Regions from separate parts of the Ovis aries genome. Here region 1 is linked to region 2. A link is a contact called in public Hi-C data. All regions are on one chromosome and are shown on one strand. The core of a region is the stretch at or near the end of the contact, and the rest is flanking DNA. Distances in the headings are between cores, read along the strand shown.

Evidence for each region. A called contact is a pair of places that touch in the nucleus more often than the background predicts.
Region 1: a contact with region 2 is called in a Hi-C map of tail adipose tissue, with 2.6 times the contacts expected there. The contact joins the promoter of GLRX5 here to the enhancer-like site in region 2. A contact is called at or near these places in 3 of 16 Hi-C or Micro-C datasets (hypothalamus, skin fibroblasts and tail adipose tissue).

The regions. Positions count from the first base shown.
Region 1 is chr18:58,106,968-58,113,359 of ARS-UI_Ramb_v3.0, forward strand. GLRX5 (glutaredoxin 5) reads left to right here and starts at 5,078. Exons shown (of 3, transcript XM_060401462.1): 1 at 5,078-5,414. The coding sequence starts at 5,117. It overlaps LOC105603234 (a long non-coding RNA gene), which reads right to left and starts at 4,662. Exons shown (of 4, transcript XR_009597123.1): 1 at 4,529-4,662; 2 at 1-3,274. It also overlaps LOC114109243.
Region 2 is chr18:57,264,630-57,270,953 of ARS-UI_Ramb_v3.0, forward strand. No RefSeq gene overlaps it. Among named protein-coding and RNA genes, the nearest start is that of GSC, 87 kb to the right of the region's middle. Within about 2 kb of position 3,167, at least 2 of the 54 cell types and tissues checked have an H3K27ac peak or open chromatin away from gene starts, as enhancers often do. A contact at or near this core is called in tail adipose tissue, where this site is marked.

The DNA of each region.
Region 1 (6,392 bases), core at 3,828-6,327, 840 kb after region 2:
ACTGGGCAACTGAACAAAACAACAGTAACATGAAATACTGATCTAACCAGTTATGAGACAACTGAATGAGAAAGTAATGGGAAGAGATATGCATCTGTGGAGGAAGTTAAATCCTCATCTTTCTTAGTGGGAGGGCAACCAACACCTGAACATTAAAAGTTAAGAAAGTAGCTAAGCACACAAGTTCTTTATACAGGGATAAGCACCAAGGAAATTGACTAAGAGATGAAAGTTATCACCTAATGAAAAAGCTTATAAAACCTACTTAGTTCTTTAATCTATATGCATATCTAGATTCGATTAAAATAAAAAGTGAACCAAAAATGAAACAACAAAAGCTCAACATTCAGAAAACTAAGATCATGGCATCTGGTCCCATCACTTCTTGGCAAATAGATGGGGAGACAGTGGAAACAGTGGCAGACTTTATTTTTGGGGTCTCCCAAATCACTGCAGATGGTGATTGCAGCCATGCAATTAAAAGATGCTTACTACTTGGAAGGAAAGTTATGGCCAACCTAGACAGCATATTAAAAAGCACAGACATTACTTTGCCAACAAAGGTCCGTCTAGTCAAGGCTATGGTTTTCCAGTGGTCATGTATGGATGTGAGTTGGACTATAAAGAAAGCTGAGCGCCAAAGAATTGATGCTTTTGAACTGTGGTGTTGGAGAAGACTCCTGAGAGTCCCTTGGACTGCAAGGAGATCCAATCAGTCCATCCTAAAGGAGATCAGTCCTGAGTGTTCATTGAAAGGACTGATGTTGAAGCTGCAACTCCAATACTTTGGCCACCTGATGTGAAGAGCTGACTTACTGGAGAAGACCCTGATGCTGGGAGATTGAAGGCTGGAGAAGGGGACAACAGAGGATGAGATGGTTGGATGGTATCACTGACTCAATGGACCTGAGTTTGGGTAAACTCCACGAGTTGGTGATGGACAGGGAGGCCTGGCATGCAGCAGTCCATGGGGTTGCAAAGAGTTGGACACAACTGCGCAACTGAACTGAACTTTGCCAATGTCACAAATATATTTTTCACAAATCAAGGAAGGGGGAAGATGTGAGGGGCGGGAAATTCCAGGGGCAATCCCAATAAGCTCGTATGAGATGCTCAGGACTGGAAGCCAGACCCCACACTCTACATCCCAAATCCCAGAACAGAATCAGGTTCTGCTGTGACACCTAGGCTTTCATAAAAGTTTCTTCCAGGATTCATTTTCACTTGAATCTCCATTTCCTTTAGACTGAACTAACTCAATTTACAGCATTTTCCTTCATTTTACCCAGATGGAGAGCACTACCTCTGCGGCAGAGAAGGGAGTGCCTGAACAAAGCCTCCTTGCCTCTAAGCTGAGCCCACATGATGTGAGAAACTGCGATTAGCAAAACCGAGGCCACTCCCATGGCCAGAGAAGTATTTATAAACCCAGCTGTCTTGTCAGATAGAGGTAGTAAAGGTTGCAAAGGCGTTTCTATCTTTGCCTTACCAGTGAGCAAAACTCCTCTCGGGAGGCTGGGCACTGCCACACATTTTATCATTTATTTTTAGGGAATCAAGTTAATTCCAGGATTGCAGTGATGCTCTAAAACGACTCAAGAGCTAAGGTCATCATGGAGAAAGGTCTCGGGTTCTGGCTCAGGTCTACAGAAATCTGGGTCTCGAATGCTATTCTAGCTCAGGAATGTCTGGGGGCTCTAGCCATCCTGCAACACAAGCAGCCACTTTTCTCTTAAAATGACACTTACAGAATGCTCCAGCCAGCTCGGACCTACTGGAAGTTTCTGGGGTCATGTGTCCTATACAAAATAACCACACCCTGTCAGAAGGCAGCATGAACCTCAGGACTGAAGTTAAGAGTATCAAAACACTGACACACCAAGTGTTCAAATGAAGTTCCACCTTTAGGCTGGGTAATCCTTTTTGTTTAGGGCTGATATATAGGAAGAAACGATGTCAAATTTGTAAGGTTTTAACTATGGGTTCAACCAGCATTTGCTTTCGGAGTGGGTAGAAAGGAGAAATTTTACTAAATATAGTAAAACCTTATCTATAAATAACCACGGGAAAGAAAACCACTTTTAGGATGCCTGAGTCAGCATGTTTACATAGTAGACTATTTAGTTTGGGGTCAAATTACATTTTGTGACCCAAATCCCAGGATTCTCCTAGGTTTCTTGTACTTCCCACCCCCACTTCCCTGTTAATGTCCCCAAGGGAGAGATCACAAAGTGATAAAGAGGGTGATGTCCAGTTCAGAACGCCCAAATGTACTTGCATACAAAGGCAGATTCCTTACAACTGTTTAAGAATTTTTGTCATAGGTTCACTATAGAGTCTCTAGTGAGAAAGTTGATAATTCAGAAGCCAGGTTATATACAAGAGGCTGGTGCTTTGGAGGAAATATTTTGAACACTATTTTCTTTGATTCTCTAAATCACTGATGTTTGGTGCCAACACCTGATGAGTGGTTTTAAGTCAAAGACAGAAAGGAATATATTCAACACATACATTTTATACTTCAGGTTACTTTATTAAAAACTTACATTTAGGTGTATTGCTTCAATTTCTTTGGTCTAGATACATGATCTCTTTCCCTTCATCATCTTATCAAAGTCATCCCACTTAGCTCTTTGAAAGAACCCCCGCTTGCTTTTCCATGTCCTTGCATTTCAGACAGTCTCACCGTATTGACTGTAACTAGCAACTCTATCGTAAGTTTGGAAAACATAGGGTTCATATTCTTCCTGCTCAAGGATTATTCTTAATGACAGCTATATTCTCAACTTAATAAAATGTCTGTCAATTGTACAGGCAAAGCCAATGTTACAGACCAGGCAAACAACAGGCTACTCCCCACCACCCAGTTTTACATTTTGGACCCTCACATAATCGGTTTGCAAATTCTTCTCCCTAATCCAGTGAACACAAGCAGAGAATCAGGCAGCTTATAGGAGGCAATGAACAATTTACATTTTCTGGAACAAACTGTCAATATTTATTGAAAAAATAAAATAAAATAAACTTACTATAAGCACTGGGTTAGCCAAAAAGTTCATGCCGGTTTTCTCAGCTTACAGGAAAACCAAATGAACTTTCTGGCCAACCCAATATGAGTATATGTTAGGTGACCTTGAAAATGATACAGTTCCTAAAGTTATGAGCCACAGATGCTGGACTTCTGGAACAATAGTTAAACTTCTGCATCACATCACTTTCCGTATTATTTCTGTTCATGATGTCTGTTCCTCTGATTTACCTGGAATCAATGACTCTGGGGGAGAGAAAAAGGATTCTTTAAGAAGCTCATCAATCGTGGGTCCCACATTAGTAAAGTACTAAACATCAATAACATCAGAGGGGGGTTAAATAAATATGTCACTGGGGAGCATTTCTGAGGAAAGTCTTGAGTTTAATTTTCAGCTTATGGGGCTCAAGTTTCATGCTGAATGATTATTTAGAAGATACTCTTGCTGAAAGCACATATTTTAATTTTCAGATTTTTAACCTTGAATGCAGAACGAGGTCACCTCCAGCCACAACTTTTAAAATACTTAGGGTTTTAAAAAAAAAGAAAAGAAAAGAAAGGTAATTTGTAGCAGTACTGAAGTGTCCAACAGAAACCACTTCATCTGTTAAACAATATCTGACTGCCAAAGTTTCTCTTCCTGTCGGTTGATAGACAATGGCATGGCACAGCCATCATCACCGTGGCAACAGCACTGGGAACTATCAGAGGAAAATTGCACATGGCACTGCCGGCCCTCGAGCAGTCCTGCCTCAGCTTCCTCTGGAGGATGCTTTCTCTGCAAGTCTGGGGTGCTCCAGGGTACCATCAACCCAGTGCGACGCCGAGACTACAGATCACATGGCGATTTCACGGAGCCCCGCTCTTCGGGGGTCACTCTTGTCAGCAACGCAAGCACCCGTTTTACGTACTGAAGATGCAGCGGTGAATGAAGTCAAGGGTCTGGGAGGGAAGGCAACAACAAGCTAATGATGTACGACAAGGTGTGACATGCACAATGAAGAATGGAGAAAGCGGTGGGCCTCGGGAGGCTTCCTTTCCCTCCCCTGTACCCCCACATTGCTTTGCGCCCGCCTCTCATCTGTCAACCTTTGGGCACAGGTCTCACTGGACGTCTCTCCCCGGCGCCGTGCCTTGTACGCAGCAGCTGCTCGGAAAACGTTCCTCGAACGAACCAATTCCTTTCTTAAGTTTCTCACTCAACACACCTTTCCTGGGGCCCAGGCCCAGGGGCTTAAGTAGGCTGAAAAGTCAGCGAAGCCCCGACCACACAGACAAGAGCGCCTCGTGAACTTTAAAAGTCAAAAGCTATTTTAGTGAAATAATCGAGGTGCAGAGGCGAGAAAGGGTCTGGGTCTCCCACGTGAGCAGCGGGACAGCCGGAGGGCCGGGACTCAAGCCCCGCGCGCCCCGACCTCGTAACCCCGGCCAGGCCCGGCCCCCAGAGGCCCGCGCGGTCCCTGTTCCCGCCGCGGCCTCACGGAAGCTCCGGCAGCTCACCTAAGCGGACAACGCAGGACCGAAGCCAACTCCAGCCCCTCCAACAACGCGAGCTCACTACCCAGGTACCGGCCAACCACGCTGCCGTGGCAACGCCGCTGCCGCCGTCTGCACCGGAACCGGAATCCTCGTCTGGACGTGACCCCTTCCCGGCGTTCCGCGGAGCTGCGAAAACCCCGCCCAGCGCCTGACCCAGTCCTCCCACAGTATCCCAGCAGGCCCGTCTGCCCTTCGGAGGGAAGTCGTCTTTTTGGTTTCGCCTCTGCTTACCACGGAACGTCGTGACACTGATGGACATCCACTTTCTCCAATCAGCTGACGAAGCGGTTGCCGACGGCCAATGGTAAGGGGGTGGGTAGTGGCTCAGACGTAAAGACCTCCTTCAACCTGTCGGGGCGGGACGAGCAATCTGATTGGTAGAATCAAGTAATTGCGGGCCAGCTCTATCCAATGAGGGAGAGCTATTCGGAGCCGGTCCAATGAGGGCCTCCGGGGGGCGGGCCGAGTCGCCGCGGGCCGGGCCCCGGGAAGGCTCCGGCTGGCTAGCCCAGGTCGCCGGCGGTCAAGAGCTGCGGCCAACGTGCTGGGATGAGCGGCTCTCTGGGCCGGGCGGCGGCGGCGGCGGCGACCGCTCTGCTCCGCTGGGGGCGCGGCGTAGGCGGCGGCCTCCGGGGCCCGGGCGTGCGGGCGGCAGGCTCGGGCGGCAGCGGCTCGTCGGAGCACTTGGACGCGTTGGTGAAGAAGGACAAGGTGGTGGTCTTCCTCAAGGGGACGCCGGAGCAGCCCCAGTGCGGCTTCAGCAACGCTGTGGTGCAGATCCTGCGGCTGCACGGCGTCCGCGACTACGCGGCCTACAATGTGCTGGACGACCCCCAGCTCCGGCAAGGTCAGGGCCGGCTGCGGGCGGGGCTGGGGGGCGACCTTCCTTGGCTGCTCTACGGGGCCGAGGGTCTGTCGGGCAGGTCCGTCCGGGGGCTCGAGGGGAGGGGGTTAGGGTATGGGTTTCCACACCGCATCAGAGCATCTAGAGTGGGGGCACGATCGAGTTGGAACTAGGTTTTGAAGATCTGGGGCTCTGGGCCAGTCTGTGCAGCGGGTTTAAGTCCTAGAGGTTCTCCGATCCTCACTCTGAGCTGCAGTAGGCGTTTCGGGGCAAGTTCTCTTCGGCTGAGTCCAAGCAACATTATCAGCAGCCCGACTCCCAGCTCTGCAGGAGTGGGGAAGTGGGGCAGAGGGATACAGGAAGAGGCCCTAAGAAGTAATCACTTGGGAACAATTTGAGGGAGTGGCCTGTCCCGTGGATAAGGGACAGGTGCTGTTGATGGTGCCGGGAGGGCCGAGGTTGCCCTTTTCTGAGGCTCGGGGATTCAGAGATTGGCCTGTCGTGCCTCAAGGCTGGGGGATGAGGGTGGTCAGGGACCGTTCTCCGTCGTTGCTTACAAGGAGGGGCTGGACTCAGCTTTTGGAGTGGACTTAGCTGACGTCTGCTGCTGAAAAAGACATGAAAATTTATGTTCAGATACTCAAGGATGGGGGAGATTTGTGGGAGATAGGGTATCTTAGAGAGGTTTGTGGGGAGCTGGACGAGGAATGACTCCTGAGCCCTAGCTAACTCAAGCTGGCAGCTCCAGGAGCCAGTCAGGTTCTGGGGCAAAGTATGCAGAGTCTGTGACTTGTCACTGTCTCTGGAGGGAGGGAGGAGGGCCCTGACAGTTAATTAGCACCTTTGCTGTTGAGTCTCCTGCTGTGAACCTTACCTGCATTCTGCTGTTTCAAGTGAGTTGAGTAGGAGGGACTGGAGAAGGGAATGGCACGGGCACGCATTCCAGTATTCTTGCCTGGAAAACCAGGCCTGCCCTTTGGC
Region 2 (6,324 bases), core at 1,917-4,416:
GAATCATTTCGCTATACACTTGAAATCAATGTGACATTGTAAATCACCCATATTTCAATTAAAAAATAAAGACAAAAAAGATTAGAAAGTAAACCACAATGAAATTCAAAGAAAAAAAGTCATCTTCCCTACAATCTCAATGGCTTATCAGGAAAGTGGACTCTATCAGTACGTCCTCATCCTCTGAGGTCAACTGAGGGTTCTGGCTCAACCTTTTCCCCTTCCAAGACCCCCATCTCAAATACCACTAATCACCACTGCAGAGGGAAAGAGCCTTGGAGAGTCGCCTCCAGCAATTAAATCCTTCACCCACAAGAGACTATGGTTATGCACACTCACACTGATTGGCTGGAACTAATCACCTGACCCAACTGCATGGGAGTCAGAAAGCCCAAGTACATCCACCGCGTTGTGAGCAGCAGCAGGAGATAGGACTGCAAGGCTTGTCCTGTGTAAAGGGCAATGGGCCTGGCACCGCTGTACCTTGGCTTCATTTGGATTAATATTATCGTGAGTTATTTACGCACCCTTTTCTTTGGCTGACTGTGAGCTCCTTGAGGGCCAAGAGCATGACTTACTCCTCTCTGTAGTAGCCAAGTCTTGCACTGATCTGGGTGCCTGTCGCATAGGTAGGAAATTCCTATGTGTACATTGTATTTCTTATTTTTTTTTGTCTTTATTTTTTATTGGTACATAATCAACATATAACATTGTATTAGTTTTCAGTGCAAAACGTCATGACTTGATATCTATGTATATCTTGTAAAATGATCACGACCATAAGTTTAGCTGTATTTCAATTAAAAAGTTAATTTTAAAAAAGTAAGGACTCACATGCTCCAACAGGGTTGTTCTTGTTCAGTCCCCAAGTTGTCTCCAACTCTTTACAACCCCATGAACTGCAGTACACCAGGCTTTCCTGTCCTTCACTATCTCCTAGAGTTTGCCCAAGTTCATGTCCACTGAATTGGGGATGCCATCCAACCATCTCAACCTCTGTCAGCCTCTTTTCCTTCTGCCTTCGATCTTTCCCAGCATCAGGGTCTTTTCCAATGAGTCGGCTGTCATTAAAGCTAGTGTAGATGATGGGATTCCAGCAGAGGTATTTTAGATCCTAAAAGACGATGCTAATAAAGTGTTGCACTCAATATGTCAGCAAATTTGGAAAACCCAGGAGTGGCCACAGGACTGGAAAAGGTTAATTTTCATCCCAATTTCCAAGAAGGGTAGTGTTAAAGAATGTTCAAACTACTGGACAATTGCACTTTCCATGCTAGTAAGGTTATGCTCAAAATCCAACAGGGTAGAAACCTTCTTGTCCCAGATTCTCAGAAACTCAGGATGCCCCACTCACCCCTCATCACCACGTCTCAGGGGATCAGAAAGCTGATCTTCAGTCTGACAGCCATCAGTCTAGGGAGCTGGATCAAACCATCCCCCACCTTCCTCCATCCTCCTTGGGGGTCTCTCTGCTTTCCAGCTAAGGCCAGACAGAGGCACCGAGTGGGTTAAACATGTATCTAGGCAGCATGAGCCTCTCGGATGTACAGAGTCCATTATCTGGAAACCTGGGTGAGGAGATACTGTTGGTCTCCCGGCCTCAGCTCTTGGGACCTGGCAAACATCTGACCCATCCTGGATGACTTTTCCAGGGTCAGCTTATTAAGAACGAATCCTGACTAATTCGGTCACCCTCCCATTTCTCAAGTATGATTTGTGGCTTAATTGCAGCAGGAAAAAAATAATGAAAAGTGCACAGCCCAGGCCATATCCATAATTCATAACTGCAATAAAACCTTCGACGTGCCGTCGTGACTTATGGCAGTCTCAGGGGTGTGCACCCTGGGGCCAGCAGAGGGCCCAGATGTTTCCGTTACAGAACTTTTTAAAGTTCACAGGCTGGAGAATCCGGGCTTCCCAGCTATTATTGCCAAGCTCAGCCTAGTTGAAGGCAAAAGCCAGAGCCTTGGCCCCAGGTCCTAGGGCCCAGGTAGGGGTCCATGTTCCGGCTTCCCTGGAAAGCAGAGTGTGTCAAAGTCTCAGAGGCTGCAGCCAGCATCTTGGAGGCAACTTCAAAACATCTCAAGCCTCCAGAAGGCTCTCATCATGCAGGAGGCTGGCCTGTGTGGGCCCCAAGAGAGCATGTATCAATAGGGGATTAGACTATGAGTGACAGAAGATCCAGGTCAAACAGCTTAAACCATAAAGGGAATTTATTGGGTCACATAAATGGAAAGTCCAAAGGTTGTTCAGGCTTCAGGAGAGGTTTGATCCAGAGGCTCAAATGGAGTCACCAGGAAGAAAGGGTCCTCCATCATTTTTCTCTGCCTTCCACTTTAGGCCCACTAGAATTTCTCCCTCAAGAAGCAAAACGGCTGCACCTGTTCCAGACCTCACAGCCTCAGGGGAAGAAAGATCATCTCTTTTCCCCAAGCACTGAACAAAGGCTGCGACTCTCACTGCCTCCATTGGGTCAGGTTTTCATTCTTGAACTAACTGGTATTTGAGGGGTAGGGAAGAGGGCAGAACATGCTGATCAACTTGAGTCAAGTGGACAATGGTAGGTCAAGGTCACATACTCCATACACTTGAAAATGAGGGGAGAGTAGTTCTCAAAGGGGAGATTTGTTTTACCCACAGAAGCGGGAATAGATATGCAGGGCAGGCAAAGGACAGATGTCTGTTCTGTAGAGCAGGGGTGGGCAAATAAGATTTGGGAGCCCCATATATGGGGCCCTAGCCCAACATGTGTTTTAGTAAATAAAGTGTTATTGAGCACAACCACACTTATACATGTATCTGAGACTGCTTGCACACTTCTGCAACAGCTGATTAATTGCAACAGAGTCTGACTGGCTTGTAAAACCTAAAAAAGTTACTAACTGGCCTTTGACAGAAAATGTTTTCTGACCCTTGACTCATTTTAACAGGAGACTACTACGATGGCTAAACACAAACAGTGGGCATTTCCAGCGTCCAGACGCGTTGAAATCATGGTTGGCACCCACTCCTGCCTTCTGTGGGCACTCTCGCTGGGGAAGGAGGTGGGGGAAGGAGAGACGGGGGCCAGGCGAGGTGGTGGGGTGGTGAGCCCAGCCAGGTCGTGAGAAGGGCACCTGGCACAAATCCCCTGGCTGCTGCCCAGGTGGCTTCGGTCAGGCAGACACGATGGCCCTGAGGCTCTCACATCTAACAGTCCATGTCCTTCTGGGGTATGACTCAAGGGAGAACCTCTCCCCTCCTCTTTCCCAAACCCGTCTGCAGGAGAGGGAACCCATCAACAGGGGGCGCTAAGAGGCACCTGGTGATCATCCCTAGAGCTTCCCTGGTGGCTCAGAGGGTAAAGAATCTGCCTGCAATGCGGGAGACCTGGGTTTGATCCCTGGGTCAGGAAGATCCCCTGGAGGAGGGCATGGCAACTGACTCCAGTATTCTTGCCTGGAGAATCCCCACGGATAGAGGAGCCTGGAGGGCTACAGTCCATGGGGTCACAAAAAGTCGGACACGACTGAGGGGCTAAGCACACACACCTCCTTCAGGCCTTAGTTCCCAGCTGTAATGGTAATTACCTGCTGGGACAACCCTCTTGCCTCTCTCAGTTGTGTTCGTCCTTTATTGGCAGATCGGAAGCTTCAGATCTCCGCAGTGGCAGCAGTCTGGAACACCCAGTCTGGCAGGGTGAGATGGCCGATTCCCATTTACCACCATTGTCTTTGCGTTCAAGACGACATCCGTGTTCACTGGTCCTTGTGTTTGGACTAGAGCATGAATGAGGCCACATGCAAGCCTTTAGAATCTTGTAACACGTTCTGATAACTCAGTTTTTGCCTTTTTACTCTGGCAGCTAAAAGATGGTGGCTGAGTTGTGAAAGATTTCTTCATTATAGGCAGGAAAGCAGGCACCCGCATGCATGTGAGTGTGTGTGTGCTAAGTCACAGCAGTCGTGTCCAGCTCTTTGGGACCCTATGGACTGTAGCCCGCCAGGCTCCTCTGTCCATGGGATCCTCCAGGCAAAAATCCTGGAGTGGGTGGCCACGCCCTCCTCCAGGGGATCTTCCTGACCCAGGGATCAAAACCTGCGTCTCTTTACGTCTCCTGCATTGGCAGGCAGGCTTCCCAGGTGGCGCTAGTGTTTAAAGAACCTGGCTGCCAATGAGGGACAGAAGAGATGTGGGTTCAACAGCATGGCCAACCCACTCCAGCATTCTTGCCGGGAGAATCCCGGGGACGGAGGAGCCTCGTGGGCCCCAGGCCACGGGGTCACACGGAGTCAGACATGACTGAAGCGACTTAGCATTGGCAGGCAGGTTCTTTACCACTAGCACCACCTGGGAGGTCCCACATTTATCCAGAAAAATCCCGTCAGTGCCTTCAGGGATGTCCAGGTACACACAGCCATACGCAGGAGCCCTTGCATCTGCCTGTACCACATGTGTGCACACGCAGGCACACCAACCCAAGTGCACGCACCGATTCCTGCAGACAGAAACCCATGGCAGCCCCTTAATCGCACATCGCAGGCATTCACTGCAGCCTGAGGTATTAGCACCAGTGTGTGCCAAGATCCCCTTCAAGAGGCTCTTGACACAGAAAAGCTCATGGAATTCCGGCATGGAATTTAAAAGAAAAGGTTATGTTTTAGAAATGTCAGAAAACAAAATGCGCCCTCAAAATGAAGTGGATTCTTTCATAACTTTTCTGATGAGAATTTTAAATTATTTTCTCTGCACCTATTTGTTGGTTCGTTTATTCAGTCAGCCATTCATTTCAGCTCCCCTGCTTTGTTGGAGCCCCAGACATGTGTGTGCATAATTCTGCCTTCAGGATGACCCAGCAGGGTTGTGCGCACGCATTCACACAGCTGCAACCCTGATGCCTAGTGAATACTCATCCGTGGTCACACCAGTGCTCCCTACACATGCACTTAGGCACGCACGCACACACACACAGACCCACACACAGAGCCCATTGGAGCTCCAAGCCAAAGCCCCAAGAAGGAATCCGGGGCTGGCAGCCGCGCGGCCAGACACAGCCAGTGCTTCTGCAAGACCCCTCTCCTCCCCCTCAGTGTTTTGACCACTACGGGTTCCAAGCTCAGCAGGAAACCTCAGCATGTGTTCACACAGAGTGAGCCCTGCAGCCTCGGAGGTGGGCAGGAGTCTGGTTCAGAAGGGAGAGAAAGATGGCAGGGGGGCTGGGTGGAAAGAGGGCACACTCCACTGGGGTTGGCCCTGGGGATGGCCCAGAAGGGCCAAAGGACCCCAGACAGGGGACAACATGTGCCCCGGGTGTCTGGATGTCAGGGAAGGGCCCACACATGCCAGCCCATCCCTCTTCAAATTAGAGATCACCCAGCCCCCCAGACTTTAGTCCAATTCAGGATTTCCGTTTATAGCTTTCAAAACTGCTGGGTGGGCCCCACCCCAATGTTCTGATTTAATTGGTCTGGGGTGGGGTCTGGGCATCTGGATGTATAAAATCTTCCCAGGTGATTCTAACGTGCAGCCAAGGTTGGGAACCTTTAGCCTACAGGAGCCCGGGTGAGTTCCTGGGACCAGGAACACACTACCTGTCCTGGGAGCCTCCTTGCTTTGGAGGCGAGTTCAGAGTTAAGAATATCCTCCACAGTTCACTTGATACAAAATTCCCAGAATAGTGAAAGCAAGCTACCACCCTCACCATGGTTCTCGTGTCCACCTCTCTGGATGTCCATTTCCAGCAAGACCTGCCTCCTCCAGGAAGCCTGCCATGACTGCTGGTTCCTGCAAGTCCCTCTCCAGGCTCTGAGCACCAGAGCCCACGTGTGGAGTCCTGGCTTCCTGTCGCAGGTGTCCAGCCCATGAAGGTACCTTGGAGGCTGCAGAATGGGGCTGAGGGAGCACAGGGCATCATCTGGCAGATGATGGCCTAATGCACGATCCTGAGAAGTTCCCTCCGCTTTTCAGAGACTGCTTGCTAGGCCACAAGGCAGCGGGGGGATCAACTGCCCAAGATACAGCTGAAAGTTTGTAGACAATGAGAGCGCACAGAAGGAGTCCTATCACCTCCTACCTGGAGCAGATGCCTGATGGGCAGGACCAACCTCTCCGCTTGGCACAGCAGACTCAGTGCCTAGAGCCTGCCATATATTTTAGACAGCCACAAAAAAAGTCTTCATTTCTATTAAAATCAGAAGAAAAAAACCTTGACTATCATCCAGCCTGGGTTATAATTTTTTCTCGCCAATGCCATTGTAACATATAATTTTAAATTTTTTATGGAGGAAGGAGGCCCTCAAAAACCATCCTGCAACCCCATTGATGGGGGTGGTATTCAGCCCTAAA